7 separate regions of the Mus musculus genome follow, and all the other regions are linked to region 4. Evidence: chromatin contacts called from public ChIA-PET and promoter capture Hi-C data. All regions are on one chromosome and are shown on one strand. The core of a region is the stretch at or near the end of the contact, and the rest is flanking DNA. Distances in the headings are between cores, read along the strand shown. Region 1 holds the start of G3bp1 (GTPase activating protein (SH3 domain) binding protein 1). Region 2 overlaps Gm12216 (predicted gene 12216). Region 3 overlaps Gm2a (GM2 ganglioside activator protein). Region 4 holds the start of Rapgef6 (Rap guanine nucleotide exchange factor (GEF) 6). Region 5 holds the start of Ccdc69 (coiled-coil domain containing 69). Region 6 holds the start of Irf1 (interferon regulatory factor 1). Region 7 holds the start of Sparc (secreted acidic cysteine rich glycoprotein).

What was found. Promoter capture Hi-C pulls out the DNA fragments that hold promoters and counts their contacts. ChIA-PET counts read pairs in DNA pulled down with a chosen protein or histone mark. Capture Hi-C pulls out chosen DNA fragments and counts their contacts.
Region 1: a promoter capture Hi-C map of liver shows a contact between it and region 4, with 4 times the contacts expected there. The contact joins the promoter of G3bp1 here to the promoter of Rapgef6 in region 4. A contact is called at or near these places in 2 of 39 promoter capture datasets (liver and pre-B cells), 2 of 484 Hi-C or Micro-C datasets (embryonic stem cells and uterus), 2 of 115 datasets of contacts at active chromatin or transcription factors (astrocytes and memory CD8 T cells) and 1 of 9 other capture datasets (liver).
Region 2: a promoter capture Hi-C map of hematopoietic stem and progenitor cells shows a contact between it and region 4, with 2.8 times the contacts expected there. The contact joins the enhancer-like site here to the promoter of Rapgef6 in region 4. A contact is called at or near these places in 6 of 39 promoter capture datasets (cranial neural crest, hematopoietic stem and progenitor cells, hippocampal neurons and 2 more) and 1 of 115 datasets of contacts at active chromatin or transcription factors (memory CD8 T cells).
Region 3: a promoter capture Hi-C map of neutrophils shows a contact between it and region 4, with 3 times the contacts expected there. The contact joins the enhancer-like site here to the promoter of Rapgef6 in region 4. A contact is called at or near these places in 2 of 39 promoter capture datasets (neutrophils and pre-B cells), 2 of 115 datasets of contacts at active chromatin or transcription factors (large pre-B cells and memory CD8 T cells) and 1 of 9 other capture datasets (liver).
Region 5: an RNA polymerase II ChIA-PET map of memory CD8 T cells shows a contact between it and region 4, with 63 read pairs. The contact joins the promoter of Ccdc69 here to the promoter of Rapgef6 in region 4. A contact is called at or near these places in 6 of 39 promoter capture datasets (the C10 cell line, the HPC-7 cell line, liver and 1 more) and 3 of 115 datasets of contacts at active chromatin or transcription factors (memory CD8 T cells, pro-B cells and regulatory T cells).
Region 6: a contact with region 4 is called in an RNA polymerase II ChIA-PET map of memory CD8 T cells, with 42 read pairs. The contact joins the promoter of Irf1 here to the promoter of Rapgef6 in region 4. A contact is called at or near these places in 1 of 39 promoter capture datasets (pre-B cells), 8 of 115 datasets of contacts at active chromatin or transcription factors (astrocytes, bone marrow-derived dendritic cells, effector CD8 T cells and 5 more) and 2 of 9 other capture datasets (adipose tissue and liver).
Region 7: a contact with region 4 is called in a promoter capture Hi-C map of stem cell-derived epiblast-like cells, with 2.9 times the contacts expected there. The contact joins the promoter of Sparc here to the promoter of Rapgef6 in region 4. A contact is called at or near these places in 3 of 39 promoter capture datasets (cranial neural crest, hippocampal neurons and stem cell-derived epiblast-like cells) and 1 of 115 datasets of contacts at active chromatin or transcription factors (pancreatic cancer cells).

What each region holds. Positions count from the first base shown.
Region 1 is chr11:55,467,826-55,471,491 of GRCm38.p6, forward strand. It overlaps G3bp1 (GTPase activating protein (SH3 domain) binding protein 1), which reads left to right and starts at 1,927. Exons shown (of 12, transcript NM_013716.2): 1 at 1,927-1,976.
Region 2 is chr11:53,849,827-53,853,523 of GRCm38.p6, forward strand. Gm12216 (predicted gene 12216) reads right to left here. Exons shown (of 4, transcript NR_033332.1): 2 at 179-284. Among named protein-coding and RNA genes, the nearest start is that of Gm12216, 7.6 kb to the right of the region's middle. Within about 2 kb of position 2,210, at least 106 of the 459 cell types and tissues checked have an H3K27ac peak or open chromatin away from gene starts, as enhancers often do. A contact at or near this core is called in hematopoietic stem and progenitor cells and memory CD8 T cells, where this site is marked.
Region 3 is chr11:55,112,336-55,115,709 of GRCm38.p6, forward strand. Gm2a (GM2 ganglioside activator protein) reads left to right here. Exons shown (of 4, transcript NM_010299.3): 4 at 1-694. Among named protein-coding and RNA genes, the nearest start is that of Gm2a, 16 kb to the left of the region's middle. Within about 2 kb of position 1,251, at least 123 of the 459 cell types and tissues checked have an H3K27ac peak or open chromatin away from gene starts, as enhancers often do. A contact at or near this core is called in neutrophils, where this site is marked.
Region 4 is chr11:54,520,975-54,524,300 of GRCm38.p6, forward strand. Rapgef6 (Rap guanine nucleotide exchange factor (GEF) 6) reads left to right here and starts at 1,871. Exons shown (of 29, transcript NM_001252494.1): 1 at 1,871-2,144. The coding sequence starts at 2,076.
Region 5 is chr11:55,076,713-55,080,461 of GRCm38.p6, forward strand. Ccdc69 (coiled-coil domain containing 69) reads right to left here and starts at 1,419. Exons shown (of 7, transcript NM_177471.4): 1 at 1,301-1,419. The coding sequence starts at 1,348.
Region 6 is chr11:53,768,123-53,771,443 of GRCm38.p6, forward strand. Irf1 (interferon regulatory factor 1) reads left to right here and starts at 1,892. Exons shown (of 10, transcript NM_008390.2): 1 at 1,892-2,156; 2 at 3,162-3,253. The coding sequence starts at 3,167.
Region 7 is chr11:55,418,013-55,421,764 of GRCm38.p6, forward strand. Sparc (secreted acidic cysteine rich glycoprotein) reads right to left here and starts at 2,068. Exons shown (of 10, transcript NM_009242.5): 1 at 1,776-2,068.

The DNA of each region.
Region 1 (3,666 bases), core at 677-3,176, 950 kb after region 4:
AACAAACAAACAAGCCGGGCGTGGTGGTGCACGTCTTTAATCCCTGCACTCGGGAGGCAGAGGCAGGCAGATTTCTGAGTTTGAGGCCAGCCTGGTCTACAAAGTGAGTTCTAGGACATCCAGGGCTATACAGAGAAACCCTGTCTCGAAAAAACAAACAAACAAACCCAACCAACAAAGCCTCTACAGCTCCAAATTAAAGCCCACATTCCTTGGTTGGGCTAGCAATCCTACCAAGCGTTCCTAGAAGGAGGTTCCCACTGGAGGCTCAATGCTAGCTGCCTGTTGATAGGCTCTGACCCAGTGCTGGAGCACTGCACTGTCTCTTGGTTCCTGGCTTCCGGATTCCAGGTTCTGCCTGGCTGCCTTTTCCTTCCAGCCTGGGCTGGGCGAGCCCTTTCCCTTTGCACGTGGGAACTGTGCACGTGTTCCTTTTGGAAACTCGCTGTAACACTTTAACACCTGTATTTTCGGTATTTAAGAGGTTAGGGCAGGAGGATGGCGAGTTCGAGATCAGCCTAGGGTATGGTAAATCCAGCTCAGCATAGGCTACAAGGGGAGACCTTGCCTCGAAAAGCCCTGAAACAAAACAAATTAATGCGAGTTTAGCTTGCTTTCAGGATTTCATGTCACTCAGAATGGCCTTGGACTCGTGTAGCTCAGGATGGCCTGGAATTCTCCCTGCCTCCAGGGAACACAGACTAGTCTAGTTTGTGTTTAGCATTTGGATCACAGCTCTTAATATAAAATGCTCATGGTGGCCAGAAGGCTCACAAAACCCCCCCGAGTTGGGGTCAGCAGCAGACTGAGGTACTACTATTTGGACCCTGGAGCCTTTATGGGGGAACCTTAGGCGTGTCTGCCTAGGAGTTGGGTAAAGTTCCCATTTCAGTTTGAAAAGCATGTGACAATGGCTGGTGGTGACGCATCCTATAACTTTCGCCAGCCAGAGGGTGATCAAAGATGGGATGTTGTCTCTGCAATCACAAGATTGGAAAACCTGAAAACGTCCAGGAGCCACCCGGGCACGCCAGCTTGGAAGCCACCCGGGAACAAGAGCATTCCCAAACGCCAGGGAGGCTGCCTCGCGGTATGCTCTGGGGTGCCGACCAAGCCAGTTTCGCTGTCCTCGGTCGCCACTGCATTCGTGCTGAGTAATGCTAAGGGTCAGCAGCTCCTGCTCTTCCGAAATGCATGCAAAAAAAGTTTTGATGCGAAGAGAAAAAAACCAAACCAAAAAAACAAAACCCGGGAAACTGTTACTTAGATCCCGGGTACCAGAGTCGCCTGGGAAGGCGGGAGACCGGTCCTCGAGGACAGGATTCAACCTAAGAGGAAGAGAAAGGAAAGGGAACGGAAGACGCAGCTAGTCCATCCTCTTAACCGCTCCAGAGGGCACGGCGGCCCTGGGGCTGCCTTTGGAGAGGGCCATCCCTCCCTGTCAATCAGCTCCATTCGGTGTTGCGATTGGCTGGGGGCTTCCTTGCTCCCCGCCCGCGCCTACCTCCTAGTTGCATGGGGTTTACTTCCCCAAAGTACACGGGCCCCACCTTGTGGATCAACCGCTCCTGCCTGGACAGTGGGTTTCCGCCCAGAAAAAGAAATGTAAGCCAATGAGAACGGGTGCATGCAACTATTGGCTTGTCTGAGTGTCGCTCTCAGTGCATCCCGCCCTCATTTTTATAGACCATCTGAGTATTGGCGAGGTTTCGTGTCCATCTGGGCTCTAGCTCCTTCAGTTATAGGCAGATGCGGCAGCCACTCAGGAGCTCGGCCTCTAGACAAAGACGCTGTCCAATCATAGCCAAGGGGCGCGGTGGCGAGGCGGCCATTGGTCCCTGCATGCGACCGGGAGCAGCAGGTTCGGCTGAGCGCGGCTATATAGCGGGCGGCGGGCACGCGTGCCGCGGCATCGCGCGAGGGACGCCGCCACCTCCTCCCACGTAGCAGCCCTGTCCTCCCGCTCAGCCGCGCAGGTACTTGGGCCCGCGGGTGGGGCTGATCGGATGCGGGCCGGGCATGAGCCGAGCTGCGGCCGCGAGCGGGGCGCCCCGGGAGACCGCGCGGCGCGTCCCCACCCCCACCAACGGCCGGCGCGGCCTCCTGCCTGCGCTTTAGGGCCCGCGCGTGGTCCACCGCACCAACGGCGGGCGTCACGCGTCTGGCCGGCCCTGCGTGCTCCACGCGCATTCTCTGGCGCGCGCCGGCTCTTCCGGATGGTATAGCTGGGCCTGGACCCTAAGGAAGCCTTCGGATATGGGGATGGGGGTTGGGGGAGCCCAAGCTGAGAGCGTGATCGCGCCTCCCAGGGTTGCAGAACGGAGGCGCGCGACCCCGGGTTCAAGGGCTCAGTGGTGCAGAGACAGCCACGCCAAGACGTGATCTCTCCAATCCCCCCACTGTTTCCCCCTGCACTATGCCGAGAGTTCCCTTTTTTCCCGCCCTTCCCGGTCACCTGGGTGCAATCAGGTAGGTCCAGTCAACAGGAGAACGAGGTGGAATCAAGGCCCTCTGTAGGGAAAGGACAGGCATCTGTGCAGGCTACGTGGCTGTGGGACACCATCGGCCACTGAGCTCTTGAATCTGAGGTGCAAACCCCAGTATAAGAAGTCCCGTGGTGGCATCTGCGAGCCAGTGGGGGACTCCAGAGAAGAGATTAGGAGTGGGGTTTTGAATGACAAAGGAAGACTTAGCTTTCTTCGCACTTACATAGATAGATAGATGCGCCTCCAAGTTAGCTTCTGGGAAAAATAGAGAAAAATACAGTGAGTGTAATGTAATCGAGTGTGCCTCTCAGCAGGTCCGAAACGCACCTCGAGGTAACGGGAAATTCCCGCCAACAGGAAGTCAAACTCTGACATTAGATCTTGACTCTTCAAGACCCCTTTTTAACTTAGAATGTTTTAGTTGTGAATCAGAACAAACTTAGATTAAAAAAACCTTTGTTTGAGAAGGTCGTAAGTCCAAGGAAACAAAGTGTTTAAATTCTTACAAGAGTTGAAGTTAAAGTTTGAAATTGGATAGGACCGGCCCGGGCTTCAGTGCAGAGGTGGAGCACTTGGCATGGAATACAGGAAGCCCCGGGTTCAGTCACCAGAGCCACAAAAATAAGTCACATCTGAAATTGCTGGGGAGAGGATGGTGTCCAGTGTCCAGTTATTGTGCAGTGGGTCACAGTCACCGATTGGGTTTGTTGGCAAGCACAGCCATTAGGTCTCCTGCCGAACCATCGATGATCAACTGCCTTTTTTAAAAATTCTTACTGTGGAGCCCTTCCTGGCCTGGAATTCAAGAGGATCTCAGAATCTTCTCGGTGCCAAGAGTTAAGGTGCCTCCACTAAGCCCAACCGAGTAATTTATTTTAGTACTTACTTGGTTTGACTTCTACGGGTTGCAAAGCTATTTTCAAGGATCTGTGGTCAGCCTATCTTTCTATGCTGAGGATTGCCTTTAACCCCTGGCTAGAAAGCACGTTAAATGGCAGATGTTTCACATCGAAGACTACAACAGAAGTTTCAGGACTAGTTCTTGAGGGGCACATCCTTGCAAAAAGTTAAAGACCACTGACATTTAACAAAGTGGCAACGAAGAACCAAACGCTGTGGGGATGCATGCTGAATTTAACTGCCTTGCTTCTGAATATAACATTGTTTCCTTGGAACGGGT
Region 2 (3,697 bases), core at 960-3,459, 670 kb before region 4:
TTCCCCACTCCCACCCGGAGTCCTTCATTCCCTGCAACATTAAAAAGATAGCTGGTTTCACAGATTATGGTTTTGTAGACGAATTGTGAATATCAACTAACAACTCCAACACAGAACACATGTGGTTCACATCAGCGCCTACAATCTAACGCAGGAGGCTGCAAAAGCTCACACTCACTCGGGGCTGGCTTCCAGGCAAGTCTTCAGAAGGAGGGAGTCCATTTTCTTCTTTCTTGGCTGTCCAGCCTCCTGACATCACAAGGAGGCCCGGGGCATGCTGCCACCTGCAGGCCAGACATAGAAACACTTAAGACTGACCCAGAGCACTCAGCTAAAGCCACCCACCAAAGCAAGCTCTTCTGGCCCTCCCTACCTCCCTGCCCTTTCTATTTTATTTTATTTTATTTTATTTTATTTTATTTTATTTTATTTTTATTTTGAGACTGGGCTGTGTAGCGCTGGTTGGCCTGGAACTTGCTTTGTGGACCAGGCTGGCCTCAAACCCACAGAGATCTGGATGTCTCTGCCTCCAGAGATTAAAAGGCACAGGCCACCACACCTAGCTGCTGTTTAAATTTTATTTTTTAGACCTTGATATCAAAGCTGGCCTGAAACCTGTGATCCCCCTGCCTCATCCTACGAAGTGCTGAGACTGGGGGTAAGTGCCGCAACATCTGGCAAGTATAAACATTAAAAAAATATTACATGTATGTATTCGTCGACTTGGGAGGGGAGTGTGTGTGTTGGCATGTATGCTCTACAGCGTGTGTGTGGAAGTCAGAGGACAACTTTCAGGAATTTGGTCTTTCCTTCTACTCTGTGGGTCTTGGGGATTGAACTCAGATTATCAGGGTAGAAGAGAAGTGCCTTTACCCCACTGAGCAAGCTTGCCAGTCCCATCCAATTTTTCTTTCTTTTATTTTTCTCCCCCTAACCCCAAGATAAGTCTTTCTACATAGCCTGGCTATCACAGAACTCACTGTATAGACCAGGCTGGCCTCCAACTCAGAGATCTACCTGCCTTAGCCCTCCAAGAGCTAAGATTAACACACCAACCCACAGACATTTCTTAATGACAGCAGCTAACCCACACGCAGCTGTAGACCACATGCTTGGCTTTTATTCATTTATTGAATCCTCAGAGCAACAGGTGAATGTTTTTTAAAAGGTCTCCACCAGTCAGCCTAATGTCAAAATTAGGCTGGGTGATTAAAATGAAGAATGGGGATATCAGCTGATTTCAAAGAGGTTGGTGAGAAATGGAAACCTGGAGATGCTGAGTACCCTGGAGGCTGTTCCCACATCTTCACGAATACAGCACCGCCCTGGTATTTGGGGTGAGAGATGCATACACACAAGATAAATTTCTCCTCTCAGGGCTTCCACTCTACTACTAGAGGTAACACAGGAAAGATGGTAAATGCGGAGCAGGAGCTACACAATGGCTCAGTGGGTAAGTACCTGCACAGGAGCAAGCAAGCAAGCAAGCAAGCAAGCAAGCAAGCAAGCAAACAAGCAAGCATCAAGACCTGAGTTCGATTCCCCAGAACTCATGTAAAGCCAGGTGCAGTGGTGCATGCATCTATACTCCAAACGCTCCTATGGGGAAGCAGGAGATGAGACAGGAGAATCACCAGAAGCTCACAGGCCACTTAGCCAGGAGGGCACAGCACAGAGGCAACCAACCCAGACTCTGCTTCCAGCAAAGTGGAAGGTGAGGACCATAGGCTGAACTTGTCCTTTGATCTTCACACATTCACCATGCCTTGTATATGCACACACACACACACACACACACACACACACATCCATAATACACATGTGCACATGCACACTCACAGACACACATGCTGAGCACGAGCAAAGTATAGGCGGTAGAAAACGAGATCAACAAACAAATCTCGTGTATATTCCTTTGTCTTCAAGAGCTCCCTGACCATGTCAGGTTTTGCTTGCAACTGCATGTCGGGCACCTGCTAGGGATACAATCATAGGCAAGCTTTAGCCAGGCTCTTAGCTCCTATGGAGTCTTTACATAGTAACTGTGGTCCCTGCCGCCTAGAGTGTTACCACAGGAATATTTGCTACTCTCTGTAGAGTGAGGACATCTTGGGTGGGGTGGAGACCTGCAGTAGGGAGCATGCTCTGTGTACAGGTTAGGTCACAGACAGGAAGCGGTGTGGAGGCAGCAGGCGGCTAAGAAGGGGCGTGGCCAGCCTTTCAGTGCACTTGATGCCAAACAGTCGTATCCTCTGTGAACCACAGCAACTCTCAGGGTCCTGGGCAGAGAGGAATAATGTGCTCAGATGTGTGTTTTTAAAAGATTATGCTAGGTAGTGAGTTGAAAGGCAATCATCTCTCCAATGATGTGGATGTCTGAATTCCTGAGACTGTCATATGCTCCTGCACACAGACAAGGGGGTGATGCAGATGTGAGTGAGTGTCTTGAGAAGGAGAGAGCATTCAGGTGAATGTATTAATCACAGTTCCTCCTTAGGGGTTCCTGAAAGAATTCGATACTGCCAGACTCTTCCAGAACCCTTAAATAATGACTGTGTTATTTTAAGCCACCGAGTGGTGTGTGCATGAGCAAATGACAGAGGACAATTTGTGGAATTTGCTTCTCTCTCTTATGTGCGATCGAACTCAGGTCCTAAGACCTGGATAGCAGCAGTGGGAGATGATGAGGCTGTGTGTCAGAGAGCAGCCTTCGCTTCAGTGAAGAGCCAGCTCTAGTACCCGGAAAAGACTGGGAGATGATTAGGAAGGCTGCTTCCCTGCAATGTGCCCCCTGCTCCAGTCCCCTTGCTGCATGCAGGGTCACAGGGGCCTAACTGGATTCTAAGAGCATAAAGAGACCAAGGCCTGCCTGCAGATGGCAAATCTGGCAGACTTAGGGGCAGGGGAAAGTTCACTCTGTGTGTGTGTGTGTCTATGTATGTATGTGTGTTAATATATAAAAATGGTTTGTTTGCAAATGGTATGTGTATGCCTGGTGCAGGTGGAGGCCAGAAAACAAAGCACTAGAGCCCCTGGAACAGGAGTGATGGAACCATGAGCCACCATGTGGGTACTGGGAATTGAGCCTGGCTCCTCTGAAGAACAGCCAGTGCTCTTAACCACTGAGCCATCCCTCAAACTCTCAAGTTTTTGTTGTTGTTTGTTTTTAAATTTTACATGTATGTATGGATGTTTGCCTACATGTAGGTCTGTATAGCACATGTATACAGTGCCCATGGAGGCCAAAGGAAGACACTGATCCCCTGGAACTAGAGCTACAGACAGTGGTTTGCTACCATATGGGTGCTGGGAATTGAACCTCTAGAAGAGGAGCCGTAACTCCTGAGCCATATCTCCATCACACTGGTTCTTGAAACAAGGTCTCATGTTTCTCAGGCTGGCTTCAAACTCAAGTAACCAAGCATGATCTTGATCTTCCTGCTTCTGCCTCCCAAGCTGGGGGATTAGAGGGGCTTGCTATCACACTTTTTAATTTTTAGATTTGCCTATCTCTGCATGTTCATGTGATGGGGTGCACGCAGAGGCCAGAAGAGGGGACTAGGGACCCACCTTTATCATTTTCTGTCTATTCCTTTGAGGCAGAGTATCTGCCTGAAACTGGAGCTGCGAAGCTCAGGGATCCTTCTGTCTCCAGTGCCCTCAAAGCTAAGTTTCAAGTAGGCATGGGACACCTAGC
Region 3 (3,374 bases), core at 1-2,500, 590 kb after region 4:
TGGAGCAGACAACCTGAAGGGGTGTCTGATGATTAATCCCTGGTTAGTTTGAGTAACAGAAAAGATGACAATGCATTTGAGTCTTTTAAATAAGAACCCAGGATAGAGTCTACTGTGCACAGTGGAACCCCAAGGAAAAGAAGATAGAGAAAAAAGCCAGCAGCCTCAGGAGTAAATGTCACCCACTGACAAGAGTCTCATGTGGATGTTAAGCTGGGCATAAAATAGCACAAAAACCAAGTATCTGCACTGTTTAAGTCTTACCTAGCAGGGCGTGGTGGCTCACACCTGCAATCCCAGCCCTTATGAAGATTTTAAATTCAAGTTAGCCTGGGCTATAAAACTAACACTATAAAATGAGCAGTTACTGAAGGGTATGCGCCATTTCTCTGAGATGCTCTTAGTATGTCATCTCAATATAACTATGGTCAGATAATCCCAAGCAGCTCTTCAAGGTTGCCAAGGCCACGAATAATAAGGAATGATCTAGAAACAGCCACATGCATACCGGGAGAGAATACAGACACTGTCTGAGATCCTCATTTCAGATGTCGGATTAGACTAGCATTTCAGCTGTGTTGACGTGGGTGTGGCTGTGGAGGGTCTTAGCATTAATGACAGGTGATGTGACATTTGAGCTATTTCTGTCTTGCTTTAGAAGTTTTTCAAAATAAAAAGAGACTGTTTTGTGAAAGTTTCTGTTAATTTCTTTTACATTTATTTACTGTGTATGTGCGCAAAAGAGGAAAGAGTATTCAGGCACTTGTTCCATGGTGCATTTGTGGTCAGAGGATAACTTTGGGGAGGGAGTCAGTCTCTCCTACTGTGGCTTGGGAATTAAGCAGAGGCCAGTTTGGGTGGTAAGTACTTTTACCTACTGAGCCATTCCGATACCCATATCATTGAAAAATTATTTTTATTTAGCACACACTATTCACTTTTTGTTTTTCTTCTTTTTCTCTTCAAGACAGGGTTTCTCTGTGTTGCCCTGGCTGTCCTGTAACTTACTTTGTAGACTAGGCTGGCCATGAACTCACAGAAAACCACCTGCCTCTGCCTCCAGAGTGCTGGGGTTAAAGAGGAGTTTCACATTCTTCCTGCAATTATTCCATTACTTTGTTGTATCTTCAAACACAATTGGTTGATTCTTCCCCCTTCCCCGCCCCTTCCCTTTCGGTGCCTTTCCGTGTTCACATCACATGTAACTTACTGCCCTCCCCCACAGCACCCAGTTCTCCATTCTACAGTCCCCTTTTCTGTTTCATTCTCTGTACCCGCAGGACACACACAGAACCTTCTCAAGAGGAAGAAAGGCCATAGAGCTGAGCCTGCTCTTAAGTCACTTCAGCCTGGGAAGGAGATAGTACACAGATCTGTTTGCAACACCCAGGCTCTGGGGGAAGGAGGCAGCTGTCACAAGCTCTGAAGGGAGATTGGTCCGAATGGAATGCAGAACTGTACTCTCAGCACTGAGGTGTGGGGCGTTGGGCTATACACATACAGTCTGGTTTTCAGTCAAGTTGAGGTCTGAACCCTGGGACCTGGTGGTGATAATTCACCTACATGAGACCGAAGAAGTTCTCTCATGCTCCTGGAACCCTGGCTCCTGTCGAAGTTACCACCCCCTCAGCCCCCACAAGAGAAGCATGGCTAGAAGTCACGTAGGCAATAGCCCAAACTTCTGACCTTCAGGCTAAACTCCTCCCCAGTTACCTAGCAACAGTAAAGATACAGCATACCATAAGAGGGGCTGCTTGGCCTCACCTCGCTCTTACTCCTCCCTCCCCTCCCCTCCCCTCCCCTCCCCTCCCCTCCCCCCCCTCCCCTCTCTTCCTCTCCCTCTTACTCACTAGCCTTCTCTCTTCTTTCCCCCTTCTTTCCTCTTGGCCATGGCTGGCCTCTCTCTTTTACCTTCTCCCTTTCTCTGTGATCCTCTTGCTTCAGTTTCCTGAGTGCTGGGATTACAGCCATGTGCCACCATGCCTTAGAATGATAACTAATCAAAAAAGTCTTTGTAATCTTTGTGTTTGTGTGCTATGTGTGCAGGTAAGTATGGGCACATGTGCTACAGTGGATGTCTGGAGGTTAGAGGGCAACCTCAGGTGTTGGATGTCCTTGTGTTCCAGCTTGTTTGTGACAGAGTCTCTGTTGTTCAGCTCTGCATGTGCCAGACTAGCTGCCCCTGGACTTCCAGAATTCTGTCTCTGCTTCCCGACTGTCTGTAGGAGAATGGAGATTACAGACTCATGCGGTCATGCTTGGCTTTAAGTCATACTGGGGATTTAGACTCAGGTTATCAGGCTTGTGTGGCAAGTGCTTTTCCCATTGAAGCTTCTTCTCAGCCCTCTAAATATTAAAAAAGAAAATTTTAATTTAGTGTGTGTGTGTGTGTGTGTGTGTGTGTGCATGCCTGTGCCATAGGGGTTGTGTGGAGGTCAGAGGACAGCATCTGGAAATGGGTTCTCTCCTTCCACCATGTGAGTACTAGAGATTGAACTTGAGTCTTGAGTTGTCAGGTTCTGCAGCAGACCCTTTACCCGCTGAACCATCTCCCTGCTCTCTCTCCCCTAGAACTTTAAAACATTTATTTTGAGATAGGCTCTTGCTAAGTTACCCAGGATGGCCTTGAACTCACACTGTAGTACACACACACACACACTGATTTTTTTCTATTTGTTTTTTTTAACAAATAACACTGGGTCTATATAGCCCTGGCTGATCTGGGATACTATGTAAGTCGGGCTGTCCTTGGACTGACAGAGATTCCCCTGTCTCTGCTTCCTGAGTGCTGGGGTTAAAGGCATGTACCACCACACCCAGTGTAAAAATTTAAGCCTTAATCTCTTGAGTAGCTGGGACTTTGGGCCCTACACCAGGCCCAGCTAGACAGAATATATAAAAAATTTCAACCAGAGAACTGGGTGTCTGGTTTATAGTTGAATTACCACCATTGATGAATGTGACTTTTCTCTTAGCTTTTATCAACTATCTAGCAAAAAACAACTCAAGGACCGAGGAGTTTATTCTGGCTCACAGTTCAGACGAGCACGGTCCCTCATAGCCAGGCAGATGTGGTGGCAGGCATGACTGAGTTCATAATGTCTGCATTCCAAAGACTGTAAGATATGTTTTATTATTTTTGTATTTCTTGTGTAAAGTTATGGTTTAATAACGACCTGTCATTTGAGATCTCATGTACTAGAGTATTCAGTGATACCCACTTCTGCCTCCTCCTCTCTGTTTCTGCTTCTTCTCCCAAATACCCTTTCATTTCTCTCTCTCTCTCTCTCTCTCTCTCTCTCTCTCTCTCTCTCTCTCTCTCTGTGTGTGTGTGTGTGTGTAAATTCTAGATTCCACATACGAGAGAAACCATT
Region 4 (3,326 bases), core at 621-3,120:
ATACTATGATGCACTTAGATGTGGTCACAGTCTTCAATTTTAAAAATTCTGTGTAAATGAAATGCCAGAAGGTGGAGGTTCACAAGGAATGGTGTGACTAGTGTGGCCCACCTATGCTCTAATAAGAACAGTGCAAAATAACTTTCCCAAAATGATGGAGTCTGGAATTCTGAAAGTTAGCCTTTACTGTTGACATAGCCTGATAGTCAATTTGACAGAATCTAGAATCCCCCAAGGAAATAAATCTCTGGGCATGTCTGTGAAGAAGCTTCTAGATTGGGGTAATGAAGTTAGGAAAAAGCCACTCTTCTTTCTCATGGGCCTGGGGTACTGGACTGAATAAGAAGGCCAGCTAAGCAAGAGGATTCATCATGTGCTATTACCTGACTGTGGACAAAATGAACAGCTACTTAACACCCCTGTCGCCATGGCATGGCAGGAAAAGGCACTTGCTACCAAGATAATCTGGGTTTCATTCCTCGGGACCCAGATAGTGAAAGAAAAAACACTCTCCTATAAGATGTTTCCATGAGCACAGAGGTACATGCCACACACAATAGAAACATTAAAAAAAAAAAAACCTAAACAATAGGCTGCAGAGATGTCTCTGTGGTTTATGAGCAAGCAGTGCCCTCGGAGAGGGCCTGAGTTAAGTTCCCAGCACTCATGTCCATTGATTGACAGCTCCTGTTACTTCTGGCTCAATCTGGGGGCCAAAATAAACCTAGGGTTACTTTTATCATAACAGGAATAATAACAATCAGTTTTTGCAGCTTTTCTTGTTCCAAAGGACAAGTAACAAAACTGAAGCTGTCTTTATTTTGTTAGAGACTAGAATGTAAAATTCAATACAAAACGGAGTGGAGAGGTTTGCTCTGAGCACTGCTTAGGTTAAAGCAGCCCCCACCCACTCACTCTCACTGCCCAGATTTTAGTCAAGGTTGTTAGATTAGGATGGAGGCAAGTGGAAATAAAAGGGCAGATCTACCTCCACAGAAGTTCTGTCCTTTAATCAGAACAAGTGACACCAGTTTCTCCACGGGAGTGGAAGCTGCACAGGTGGTGCAGAGGGCCTGAAGTTCTATAGGACGGGAAAAAACCTCTGGGATATAAGATTTCACCTGCGGGTCGGTTCCCCTACAGTCTCAAAGTGCTAAATAAATACCAAGTTGGCATGCTGATCTTCTCAGAAGGCAAGGATTCTGACAGCCCACAGGTGTTATCTGTCAACTTTCGAATCAGGAGTTCCTTAGTCCACCTGAGGCTTTTTGGTCATTAAACCCTTTAAAGGAAAATCCTAAAATTCTGCACACAGAAGCCAAGACAATCTGGTGCACGCTAGACCAGCAGGCTACTCTGAACTATAGCTCTAGTCTTCAAAACGCTTTTTTCTTTCTCTCTTTTTTTTTCTTCTTCTTTTTTTTTTTTTTTTTGAGGCAGCTTTCACTATCGATTTCGTGGTTTGTTTTTGTTTTTTAAAGTCGCGTAGAATACGCCACAAGGTTGCGGTGGGCTAGGTGCGCGAGTACTGCCCCGAGATCCGTGGCTTGCGGAGCGGTGCGTGGGCTTCCCCGCTTGCTGAATGGCAGCCTCGATTTCCGCGGGGCCATAAGAGCCCCGCGGTTTCCGGACTCGAGCGCTAAACCAAAGCATCTTACCCACAGCTCTACCCGATAGTCTATTTTTGGCGACGCCCTCGTAGCATTTCCGGAACCTCAACCGGAAGCTGGGTATGCGGAAACTACAATCCTGTAACCGAGGCGGAGTCTCGCGAAGAAAAGCCAAGCCGCTCATTCTCCGCCCCCTCCACGCCCATCTCTCTACGTCACGGCCAGGCGGGCGTTAGTGTGCGCGTCGTGCGCATGCGCATGCGTTCTCGGCCAGTCTCGCCCCCGCGCAGGCGTCTTTCTGGCCAGTCGCGCGTGGGCTGAGGCCCTGGGCGGGCGTTGCGAAGACTTGTTTGCTTGAGTTTGGACCCTGCGACAGTTCTCATTTCCCTCCCGGTGGGGCTGGCGTACACCCGGAGCTGGAGAATGGGCAGCTAGACGCAGGCTAGGGAGCCTGTGGCTGCGGACATGAACTCGCCCGTGGACCCCGGCGCTCGGCAGGCACTGAGGAAGAAGCCGCCCGAGCGGACTCCTGAGGTAAGGCCGGGCACTGGCGAGCACTGCTCGGCCCCGACCTGGCCGTAGCCGCGCAGGGTGATGAGCACCTTTCCTGCCGCTTCCTGCCGGGGACTTCCTTGTACTTGTGATAAGAAAGCACCGTTACTGTTGACTGGCTTCTGAGTTTGTGTGTGCTCAGGTGGGCTGAAAAACAAGCTGGGAATAATGATGTGTAAGAGACAGTTCATACCATAGCCAGTGTGTGCTGTGCGTTCATCTCAGATACTGCACAATTGCCCCCAGAAGACAGGTTTCCAATGTCCGTATCAGACTCTGCGTCAGCCAGATAGTAGTAAGTCCCGTGGCGGGTGATGCGTGTCGAGTGGTTCCCTGGTGCTTTTTCAAACTTTCCGTGGGAAGTTTAAGATTATTTGTTAAGTTTTCTTGGTTTGAAGACGTTTCTATAATCTTAGTGGCTATGTGTATTATACCAAAATTAAAAAAAAAAAAAAGGAAAACCCAACAGCAATGTAAATGCAATGAGTCGTCTTGTTTGAAGTTGCAGTAACTGAAATGAAATGTTTTAATTTTTAGTCACGGGAGTTTCATACTTAGAGTTCTTTGCATAGAAAGTCTCAAACTTTGGGTAACACTCTGGGACATGACTTTGTTACAGCCATTATTGAAGTTGTGATGTGTCCAGCTTGCTTCCTGAAACCTTGATCTTTGCATAGTAACAAGGCACCTGCCCACCCCTTTCCAGGGGCTACTTTTTCCTACTTATAATTTATGAATCAGCTTTTCTGTGGTGATTACCATTGTAATGTGCATTTTAAGTTTTATTTACGAACATTATTTAGGTAATGAAGGAAAACCTTGTTTCTCTTCAGGTACCGAATTACTTAGTTTGAAATTGAGTCTTTTTAAGTAGAGGACGTTTTCTCAACTGTTGGGGAACTTATGCTTGGTCATGTGTGCTGTGTTGAGGACTTTTATCTTGTGTTACTGGAATAGCAACATTGTTGAAGGGAATATTAACTGCTTGGATTCATTGGCTGTATTTTTGAATGAGTGTAGAATTTAGGTTACTAATAAATCATTATCCAGAGTGCTAGTGATGCTTTATTTTGACAAAGAGTTCTATGAAATTCTCACAAGTTCGTTTCTGCTGTCAAAAGATTCTCGTAGTGGACTCCTAAGAGTCTGTTATAAATATATTAA
Region 5 (3,749 bases), core at 169-2,668, 560 kb after region 4:
CAGCAAAGGTGAAGGGCTTTGCAGTTATCAAGAAGCCCTTAGAAGCCAGGTATGGTAGCCCAGGCCTATAATTTCAACATTAGGGAGGCTAAGTAAAATTGAAAGTTTGGGGCCAATCTAGGCTACATATTGAGAGCTTGTCTAAAAAATCTGAACAAAAACATCCAGCCTGCTGTGGTGGGGAGGCTGGTAATCCCAGCATTGGAGAGGCAGGTGAATTAGCAGTGCAAGGCCAGCTTTGGCTACACATTAAGTTTAGGACAGCCTGGGCTACACCAGACCCTGTCTCCAAAAGTGGGGATGGGGAGAAAAATAAAACAATGAAAAGTTAGTCCAAGTGCAGGGGAGGGTTCAGAGAACACACACACACACACACACACACACACACACACATTGACAAAGTTAGGGGTAGATAAACAGAGGTAACAGGAAGACTAATGAGCTGAAGTTCCTTGCAAAATTAATCATTTTCACAGTGGGGACTGATGAAGTTCACGGGCTGTCCATCCCCACAAGGGGTGGAGAGACTGGCAGACAGGAAAAAACGACTAGGACTCTAGAGTGCCTGTTTCCTTCTCTGGGCCCCCGGCTGTCCTCAGTGGATTTGGCCCTGAATCTAGGCTCTGACCTCCTGACGTTTCTCAGACCTCAAGGGGCAGAAACCTGAGTCAGTCTCTTGGGCTCTAACCCAGCTTCAGGGCTCTGGGGCGGGAGGGACAGGAAGGAGGAGAGAGCTGCAGGAGACTACAAATCAACTCCCACTTTGGCTCCTCCCAGCTACCCTAAGGGCAGCCCACGCACCGCTCAGTTCCCGCAGGAAGCCCTGACCCGCTTCCTAGGCTCTAAAGGGTGCAGTGATCCCAGGCGAAACTCGTTAAGAGGCAGCCTGTGTCTAGCAGCCCTTGGGCAGACCAGGGAGTTGAGGTTTCCAACAGGTCTCAGGTGATGCTGGTGCTGTCCGGCTGTGGACCTATCAGAGATTGCCGGCCTTAGACCTTAGCTCAAGGCGCAGAGAGGTTAAGAACTCTGTCCTCTACTACACAGTGACAGCCCCACACTGAAGGCCACCTGCCACGGACACACCAGTCACCTCCCCGCGGGGACAGCAGGGTCAGCTGCAGTTTGTCTGGGACTGAGTGTGTTAACTCGGCTTCTGATTGCCGGGTCGGGCGGAGACAGAGCACCCCCACCCCCGCACCCCAATCTCCATGACTGCCCCCCCCACTGCTGTCCATCTGGTGTCCTCTGCTGTCCCTCTGAGCGCCCCCCAAGCAGACCTCCGTGTGCGGGCTCCCGGTACCTTCTCTGCGCGCTTGCCGCGGCTGTGCCGGCTTTGCCTGCAGCCCATCCTGCTTCGCGCGTCCCGCTGGCTGTGACTCTCAACCGCCCGGAGCTGCAGCCGCGCCGGCTGCGCGCCTTAAATGCCGGAAGAGCAGGGCCTGCGCGGGGCCCCGGCCGAGCCGGGGCCGGGCCAGGGCAGGTGCCAGCGGCGCTCCACGCCAGAAGTACCTGAGGCCGGGGCAGGAGAGATCCCCAGGAGCCACAGATGGTTCTCAGGACCCTCTGATGAGAAAGAGCTGAGAGGGAAAAGAACGAAAACAATTAAACCAGGCGTTGTGGCACACGTCTGTAATCCCAGTTCTGAGGAGGTGGAGGCAGGAGGATCACAAGTTCGAGGACAGTCTGATATATATAGGGGGTTTAAGACCAGGCAGGGCTACATGATAACCTGTCATACAAAGGGAACGGGGTTGGAGAGAGATCTTAGCAGTTAAGAGTATTTTTCTGCCCTTCCAGGGAACTATGGTTCAACTCCAGACACCCACATCGGGTGGCTCAAAGATGCCTGTCCGGCTCCAGCACATGGGCCTTTTAACCTCTGAAGGCACTGAGGGTGAGTGCCTATAGACCCAGCACTTAGGAGGCTGAGGCTGGAGTTTCAGGAAGAGGCTACAGAGTAAGTAAGAGCTTATCTCAAAAACAAAACTAACCAAGCAAGCAACCAAAAGAACAAGCCAGCTGCAGGCTCAGTGGGAAAGGCAGTTGCCTGTGATGCCGACTTGAGCTCCATCCCCAGGCCCCACTTGGTGGAAGGAGAAAAGGAACATGCATGCCAAGGCTCACACACTGCATTACCCATTCATAACTAAATCTACATTTCCTGAGCTGAAAAGGCCAATCAATTTGCAGTTCCAGGAGCCTGAGGCAAAAGGACAACCACAAGTTGGAGGTCAGTCTAGGCTACAGAGTGAGCCCTTGTCTCAAAAGAAAATGAATTAAAATTATCTCAGTGAGTAAAGGTGCTTGCTACTAAGCTGATGACCTAAATTCAATTCCCAGGAAAAAGAGAGCCAACTCCTGAAATTTGTCCTCTGATCTCCATATGTAGGCCATGTGCACACATGTGTGCACACACACTCACTCTCCCCTCTTCAATAAACAAATGAATAAATGAAATAAAAGTATACTTCAGAGAGGGACAATGCTGGTAGCAAGGCCCAGAGCCCAGGTCAAATGCTCCCCCAAACCTGGCTTTTGTAACACCCCTGCAAATAAATGACACCCACTTTCATTGTAAGCTTTCCACAAGGCTGGGCCAATAGCTTTCCCCAGCTCACAAGATCTGTGTGACATAGTCTTCTCTCCTCAGGACAGACACTGCAAGCTTGCCAGATGCAGTGGGAATGGGGACAATAGGGTCAGAATCTAGGACAAGAGACTCCTTTCTATCTTCTTGGAGTGCTCACTGGGAGCTGCACGTGGGAAGGCGATAACAGCTTTGAAAGTCAGCGCTCCAGAGTACTGGGCACAGGTTAGAAAATCCGTGTCAGGGTCACAAACTCTCTGAAAGTTGTATTGAAGAAAGAGACCCAGTGCAATGAATAACACATTCAAGGCAATGACCCTCCAAAGAGCAGAAAACAATATTGAGCTGGGCATGAGGGCTTATATTTGTAGTTCAAACAGCAAGAAAGCTGAAGCAGGGGGTCACTGTGAGTTCCAGGCAAGCCTGGACTACATAATGAAACCCTGTGTCTTAGTCACTGTTTTATTGTTATGAAGAGGCACTATGAGTAAGGCAACTCTTAAAAACAGAAAGCATTTAACTGGGGGGTGGGGTGGGGTGGGCTTCTTACAGTTTCAGGAGCTTAGTCCATTATCATGGCAGGGAGCATTTAAAGGCACTGGAGCGATAGCTGAGAGTGTTACATCCTGATGGACAGATGGGGCGGGGAACAGGGCTGGACATGGGCTTTTGAAATCTCAAAACACTCCCCCAATGACACACCTCCTCCACAAGGCCACACCTCCTAATCCTTCCTAAACAGTTCCACCAACTGAAACCAAACATTCAAATCTTTGAACCTATGGGGCCATTCTCATTCAAACCACCACAGAAATGCTTAGTAAGGCAGCCAAAGTGTGGGGCAGGTGAGAAGGCTCAGTGGATTAAAAGGGTTCACTACTCAATTCAATCCCCAGAACCCACATGATGGAAGGAGAGAAGTGACCTTCCCCTGCAAGCTGTCCTCTGACCCACACATATATGCCATGGTGCAGAACATCCTGGGGACTGATCTTCCTCACCATGCTTTTTTTGGTTTTCTATTTATTTAAAAACATTTTTTCAGCCGGGCATGGTGGCACACACCTTTAATCCCAGCACTTGGGAGGCAGAGGCAGGCAGATTTCTGAGTTCCAGGCCAGCCTGGACTACAAAGTGAGTTCCAGGACAGCCAGGGCTATAC
Region 6 (3,321 bases), core at 642-3,141, 750 kb before region 4:
AATAAATTTTAAAAAAGGAGAACCCCTAAAGTCAAAGTGGGAAAAACCTCGCATAGAACATTTAAAAGATGAAAATGGTCAGTTTCACTGTTAAATCGTAGCAGTGAGGGTGGGACAGGGACATCTCCTAAGCAGAAGACTGTTAGTGTGTGTGTAGAGACTTTGCTCACAGTGTTGTCTCTATTGGGAAAAGGTGGAAATAACCTAAATGTCCTACAACAGGGTATTTATCTATCGGGTAAATTTTTATTTATCCTTATGACAGAAAACAGGTACCCATCACTAACAAGGCTGCATATGGACATTCCAGGACACAGGCTGACTTTCATTATGTATACCCACACAGTTATTTTGATGTAATTTGTAGTCTCTGGTTGCTTTCAGTAGGGTCTCTGTGGGCTTCAAGAGTTACAAAGTTTCTCTCCCTAATCTCATTTTGAATTTTCCATTGGCTGGTCAGAGTGTCTCCACAGAGCAAGTATACATCTGTTGCACAGAGAGCAGGTGTCAGATTCAGAGTCATGTGATCAGAAGGCCCTGGTCTCTAGTGATTCTCTTAATTTGCGACTTCAAATACCTCCGTATTTATTCTAGAGTCTCAATTCCTCCTTCCAAATCCTCCTGCCACCTTGAATCTCCTAGCTCGTCTATGAGGCAGTGACGTTACAGGTACAATCGTCCATTGATGTGTGTATTACAGCTTGCAACATTCAAACTGGGTGCTGTCCTAGACGGACAGCTAGGGTGAGGAAGGTGACACAAGAGAATGACACGGTAGAGGACTGATGTACTTGTGAGTCAGAAGCTGCGAGGAAGCGAATGAAGAAGCCTGAGGGGCCAGAGTTCGGAGATGGAACATGTATACACTAGCCCAGCCGCTAAGAGAAAGAACAAACTGGCAAGGTTTACTCGTGAACACCAGTTAACCCGCTGCCCTTGCCATCCCCTTGGGACCTGGGTCCCCCCTTAGCCACAATTTCCCTATGCTGCCCAGAACTTCTCCAGAGCCAGGCTTTGGGGACTCAGAAATGACTTCAAGACTATCAGAGAGGAACTCTCTCCCTAGGGCTACGTCGAGGATGGAGAGCTGAAGTAGGTGTCATAGAAGGAACCACGGCCACTTCGGAATTTTATCCACTTCTTTGGTGTTAGGTAGTCCCAAGGAATAAGGGTCGCCTTGGTCACCGCTAGCTAGAACCTCGTGTGGCACAGGAAAGCACACCCGCATCTTGTGCCCATGTAAGCAAACACATCATCTCTCCCCATAAGGACAAGGTGTTCCCCCATCACTTCAGACTAGCAAGTGAGCTATTGACATTTTATGGTTACGGAGTCCTTGAGTCCTTCAACGGCTGGCCCTGCAGAGTCCAGGCTGGGAGTTCCTACTGCCCCGTATTTCCAAGTTAGGCCTTCTGCCTCAATTTCCCAGAGCAGCCAAGTGGCAAGTAAGGCGGTACAGGGACATAATCTCTCCCTTCTTGACACTTCATTACCAGACTGATTTTGAGGGTGATTTAGTCCCGGGGACCCTTCTGGAGAGGGAATCAGGTGTTCTAGAGACATAGGGAGTTAGGTGTCTCCCGTGGAGAAGGGGAAGACCATCATAGGAGCCAGCAGGCTGGGAGTCTGCAGAAAGAGGGGGACGGTCTCGGCTTTCCAAGACAGGCAAGGGGGCAGGGGAGTGGAGTGGAGCAAGGGGCGGGCCCGCGGTAGCCCCGGGGCGGTGGCGCGGGCCCGAGGGGGTGGGGAGCACAGCTGCCTTGTACTTCCCCTTCGCCGCTTAGCTCTACAACAGCCTGATTTCCCCGAAATGATGAGGCCGAGTGGGCCAATGGGCGCGCAGGAGCGGCGCGGCGGGGGCGTGGCCGAGTCCGGGCCGGGGAATCCCGCTAAGTGTTTAGATTTCTTCGCGGCGCCGCGGACTCGCCAGTGCGCACCACTCCTTCGTCGAGGTAGGACGTGCTTTCACAGTCTAAGCCGAACCGAACCGAACCGAACCGAACCGAACCGGGCCGAGTTGCGCCGAGGTCAGCCGAGGTGGCCAGAGGGACCCCAGCATCTCGGGCATCTTTCGCTTCGTGCGCGCATCGCGTACCTACACCGCAACTCCGTGCCTCGCTCTCCGGCACCCTCTGCGAATCGCTCCTGCAGCAAAGGTGAGCTCGCCGGAGCTGCGCGGGCACCGACGGGTGCCGTGGAACAAAAGGCGCACGGGACACCAGGAAGTGGGGGCCAGAGACACCCTGGGTCGCGGTGGCGCGCTGGCTCGGGAGGGCGCTGCAAGCGGGCGGGAGGCGGGCCGCGGCGTGCACCGCCCTCTGGCCGCGCTCGGCGGTCTGCGTGCGCGGAGCCGCTGCGGGGCCTCTTGGTAGCCCAGAGTGGCCGTCGCGCGCACCCGCGAGCAGCGCCGGGGGACTCGGATGTCCGCCTGCGCGCACTTTTGGCGGTCGCAGCTTGGCTCCCAGCTCTTGCTTTCGGACGCGCAGTGTTCGGTGCAGAGGTTGGCTCGCTGCCTTGACTGGCTGGACCGGGTCGTGAACTACTGGGCTTTCGGGAGGAGGTGCCACAGGTGTTGCTTGCGCCACTTCTCTTAACAGCAGGGGAAACCAGGCCGGAAGGGGTTGCGCCCCAGCCTGTATGTTGTGGGCACTGGCTGTCAAGAGGGGACATAGACTGGATTGGAGTGGGTGGGTAGAAGTGCCCGAGATGGAGGTTGACTTGCTTGCTTGCACAGCCTGGAAGGTGCAGGGCTGGGGGTGACAAGCAAAAGTAGTCCCTTCCTTCTTCCAAAGATTGAATTTTGAGAGAAAAGTTCTGTCATTGAGATGTCTGTCTTTTGGCTTTTTTTTTTTTTTTGCACATATATCCTGCAACCATCCATCCATCCAGACTTGCTTGGTTGTTTATTCCTGAGACTGACTGGGAGAGACTGAAAAGAATGGGCAGGTGGCTTTGCCCATGATGCTGGAGAGTTTCATTCTACTTCAGGGTCCCTAATCTATGACCTGGGTACCTGGCTGATGGCAGGAGAGTGGGGGAGGGTAATGACCTGGGTGTGAGGACAGGAGAAGGTAATTGAGCGAGCGGCCTTGGGTGGAGCAGGGCAGTGCCCAGGGTTGTTTAACAGACTCCAAACACAGGCCTCTGTCTTTTCCCTCCAGCCACCATGCCAATCACTCGAATGCGGATGAGACCCTGGCTAGAGATGCAGATTAATTCCAACCAAATCCCAGGGCTGATCTGGATCAATAAAGTGAGTGTTATCCTGCGTATTCCTGCCACTGTTTAATGCATGTTCTCTTGGGGCGCCAAATTTCATGA
Region 7 (3,752 bases), core at 818-3,317, 900 kb after region 4:
CTGCAAAGGGCAGATCTAGCGAGGCTTATCACAGTCCTGGGGGCCCTGGGACGTGGGAAATGGGGACAGGGCAAGAGTTTGCTGTGGTCCTTGTATCTGGGGCAGGGGTGAGGTGCGGTGGCGGCAGCCGTGGCAGCGGTTTGGGGGGACTGGAACCTAAAGGTCCCTGAGCGTTCCCAGAGTCCCCTCCCAGCCAGTACGCAGAGACCCTAGGGTGGGGGGGTGGGGGAGGTTGCCGTGGCAACTCGCATTCCTCTCGGAGTGAGTCACGGGAGAGAAGAGCCTCTTGGTGGGTGGGGCTTGGAGAAAGTTTCAAAAGCTGACTCCTTCTCCCAGAGCCACCCCACCCCCTCCCCCTCCCTCAGTGCCGCTCTGTCGATGTGGCAGCCGATGGCTAAGTTAACCAGAGTTAACTCTTCCCTCAACCACTTCTTTCAGGTTTAATCCTTGGCAAATACAAATTTGTTTCTATTTCCGAATTACACCTTACACCGTCACACCATTCTGGGGGTCTGCATCTGTTTGGGAATATCTTAAACCTAAAAGCTGTGGACACCCATCATCTCTTAAACACAAACAGAAACACTCATGCACGCGCACTCACATACACACACTAATTCCAGAGACTCTTTGAAGTTGCTTATTCGTAGACCACTTTATAGGCTCAATTAAGTGACCCTGCTTGGGAAGTCTTAGGGGAATTCGGGTACCCCAAAAGCTATCCCTCTTCCTTAGGACAGGAAGGCTACACTCAGGGGAGATGGCTATGTGAGATCGCCCACAAATTGCCTAAAGCTTGTTACCTCATGTAGGGTCCGCATCTCACTCCACTCCCTACACTAGGAAGGTTCTAGAAACTTAAAAGAGTTGTCAGTGGAGACACTCCCTCCCTGCAGGTGTGCTGTCTGTCCCTGAGGCAGATGCCTGATACCTGTTTGTCCCCCTTAGGTGAGGCTTATTTCCAGCCATTCTAGGAGTCACAGGAAGTTTACAGAACAGCTTGGAGCAGACAAGCTTTCAACAGGCTGAGTCTTGGATAGATTCAGTAGTAGCAAGAAAAGTGTCCTGGAGCTATATCTCTCTGTCTCCCTCCTCCCCATCACACCCTCCTCCCTGTCGTCTCTGGATTGTATCAAATTGTTGGCTTTCTCAGATGTCTAGATACGGTAGAAGCAATGTTAATGCCAGTGATGACCACCTCTCAGAATTAGGCTGGGAACAATGGCAACCCCAGGCTGGGAGAGACAATGGCATTTCAGACTGACTGAAATGCCACGGGGTGATGGGGTGGGGGTGGACAGAGATTGAAGGGACCAGAGCCTTCCCAGAGGAACTGACTAAAGGGAATGTCTTGCCTTGGCTGTTTACAGATCTGTTTATCCTTCTTGCAAAGTCCCATTTGGACAACAGTGCTCTGACCCAGAACTGGATGTCTGTTCTCCCAGAATAGGAAGCCAGACCCAACAGGCTGCCAGCCAGATTTTCTCTGGGTTGGCAGTCATGATGGGCAAATGAGGATCGGATTCTCAGAAAAGGAGGCAGCTGCCTCCGAGGGTGACAGAGGACAGACCAGTAGCCTCTGCCACCAGAGAACACAGAGAAAGCGGTCCCCGCAAACCATGGCTATTTTCTGCAGTGCTACAGAGACAACAAGTTCCCCTGTGAGTGAGCAACAGGTTTCCAGCTCACCTCCCCCTGAGACTGGTCATGGGGATGGGGCAGAGAGGAGATGATGAAGCTTACAGAAGGGCAGGGGCTGACAGGGAGGTGCATACCTCGGCACAGGCAGGCAGGCAGGCAGGCAGGCAGGCAGGCGGCAGAAGAGTTCTGGCGGTCTGAAGGGCTGCAGGAATGTGGAGGGGTTTAGAGGCGAGCAGCAGGAAGCCTCTTGGAGCTCTGGGCAGGGTCTGTCTCACCCTCCGCCTCCACTCAAAGGCCCTCCTCCTCCTCTGTCTCCTCCTTCCCCTGGCCTGCCTCCCCCTTCTCCCCAGAACCAAAGCTGTCTTTTCTTTCTCCCTTCCTTGCCTTGTGGTAGGCTGTGTGCTACCCAGACACCCTGGCCCCACCTGTCTCATCTGTTCTGGGGCTCCTGCCTAAACAGACATGAGGGTCAGGGCTGGAACAGCTGCTGGAATCACCTAGAACAGGCCAGGCCTTGTTCAGAGCCGAGGCTGCTGACTGAAGAGTCCTAGACATTAACCGAGAGAAGAGAGAGAGAGAGAGAGTCACAGAGGCACGGCTAAGCCCCTTGTCCTACTTTACACACAGCCAGCGAGTGAACTTGCCTGAGCACTCTCTTGGGCTTAGCAATGTACAGCAAGGCAGAGAGTGCACGCTGGCATGGCAGTGGGGGAGCAAAAGTACCCAGTTTTCTCAGTGCCAACAAAACAAGCTGCCACTGGTGATACTGGTGGCATCATCCTTGATAACGAGGCGAAGTCCCCTCTAGGTCTAGTGGCACCAACCACGGGTACGTGAAGGATTAGAACTAAGCTGGAAGACTTGCGCTGTCAGTACCTGACAAACTCAGAGCAATAATACTGATAGTCAGATCAGAAGCAATAGCAGGGTTGGTGGGGAAGCCACAGGCCTTTCATTTAGGTGTTGTTTGGTTTTGGAAGAGGTCGCACGTAGCCTGGGCTGACCACTCACTATGTAGCTGAGGATGACCTTGAACTATTGATCTTCCTACTTCTATCTACTTCCAGGGTGCTAGGATTACATGTGTGTGCTACCTACCATGACTATTTTATTTAGTGCTGAGGATTGACCTCGGGGCCGGGGGGGGGGCAGGGGGGGGTGTTAATGATTGTTAAGCAAGCATGCTACCAATGAAGCTGCATTTGCAGCCCAGACAGACACACCAGAAGAGGACATCGGACCCCATTACAGATGGTTGTGTGCCACCATGTGGTCGCTGGGAATTGAACTCAGGACCTCTGGAAGAGCAGTCAGTGCTCTTACCCGCTGAGCCATCTCTCCGGTCCCAAGAGGCCATTTTAATAACAGGGGCACAGGCTCACGCAGGGCAAACAGCTTACCCAGTAACACCTGACCAAAAGTGGTCTGAGAACGCTGAGTCTACATTTCAGCCCCACTCTTCTTTGGGGAACATGGACACTCCTCATCTATGCAGCAGCTCTTGACTGAACATTTTGGGCCTGCCTACCTGGGGAGGTACCAGAATAGACGTGGTGGCAGGAGTTTGGGGTGTGGCTAAAGGGATGCACCTCATGTGCAGAACCACTTCCTCAGTGATGCAGACCCCAAGGCTTCTCCCAGGGGGTCAGATCAGCAGAAACTTCCTGAAAGCGTAGATATCGAAGCAGCCATTGAGTTTGGATAACAGGGGACTGGAGAAGGTAAAAGAACAGTCTAGAGATAAGCTTATACACACCAGGATCCCTGCCTTCCCTGCCACGCCCTCATCTACCACACTCCTCCTGCTCTCCAGCCAAAGCAGTTTGGACTGGACCTTTCCTGAGCCTGGACCTTTCTCATCCTTCAGAACTCTATTCTAATGTCACCTCCTTAGATAAGCCCTCCTTGTCCACTCAACATATAAGTCTCCTTGCCTCTCTCACAGGAAGTAGACACCTCAACATCATCTCCCTCCCTCCCATACCGTATAGCACCATCTGCTGCCTTCCCTTGACAAGCAGCCCAGGAAAATGGGGGCTTTCATGCATCTGTCCGAAAGGTTTTTAGTTAGTTTTGCTTTGTTTGTAATCAGTGAGTGGCCTTCCACTATC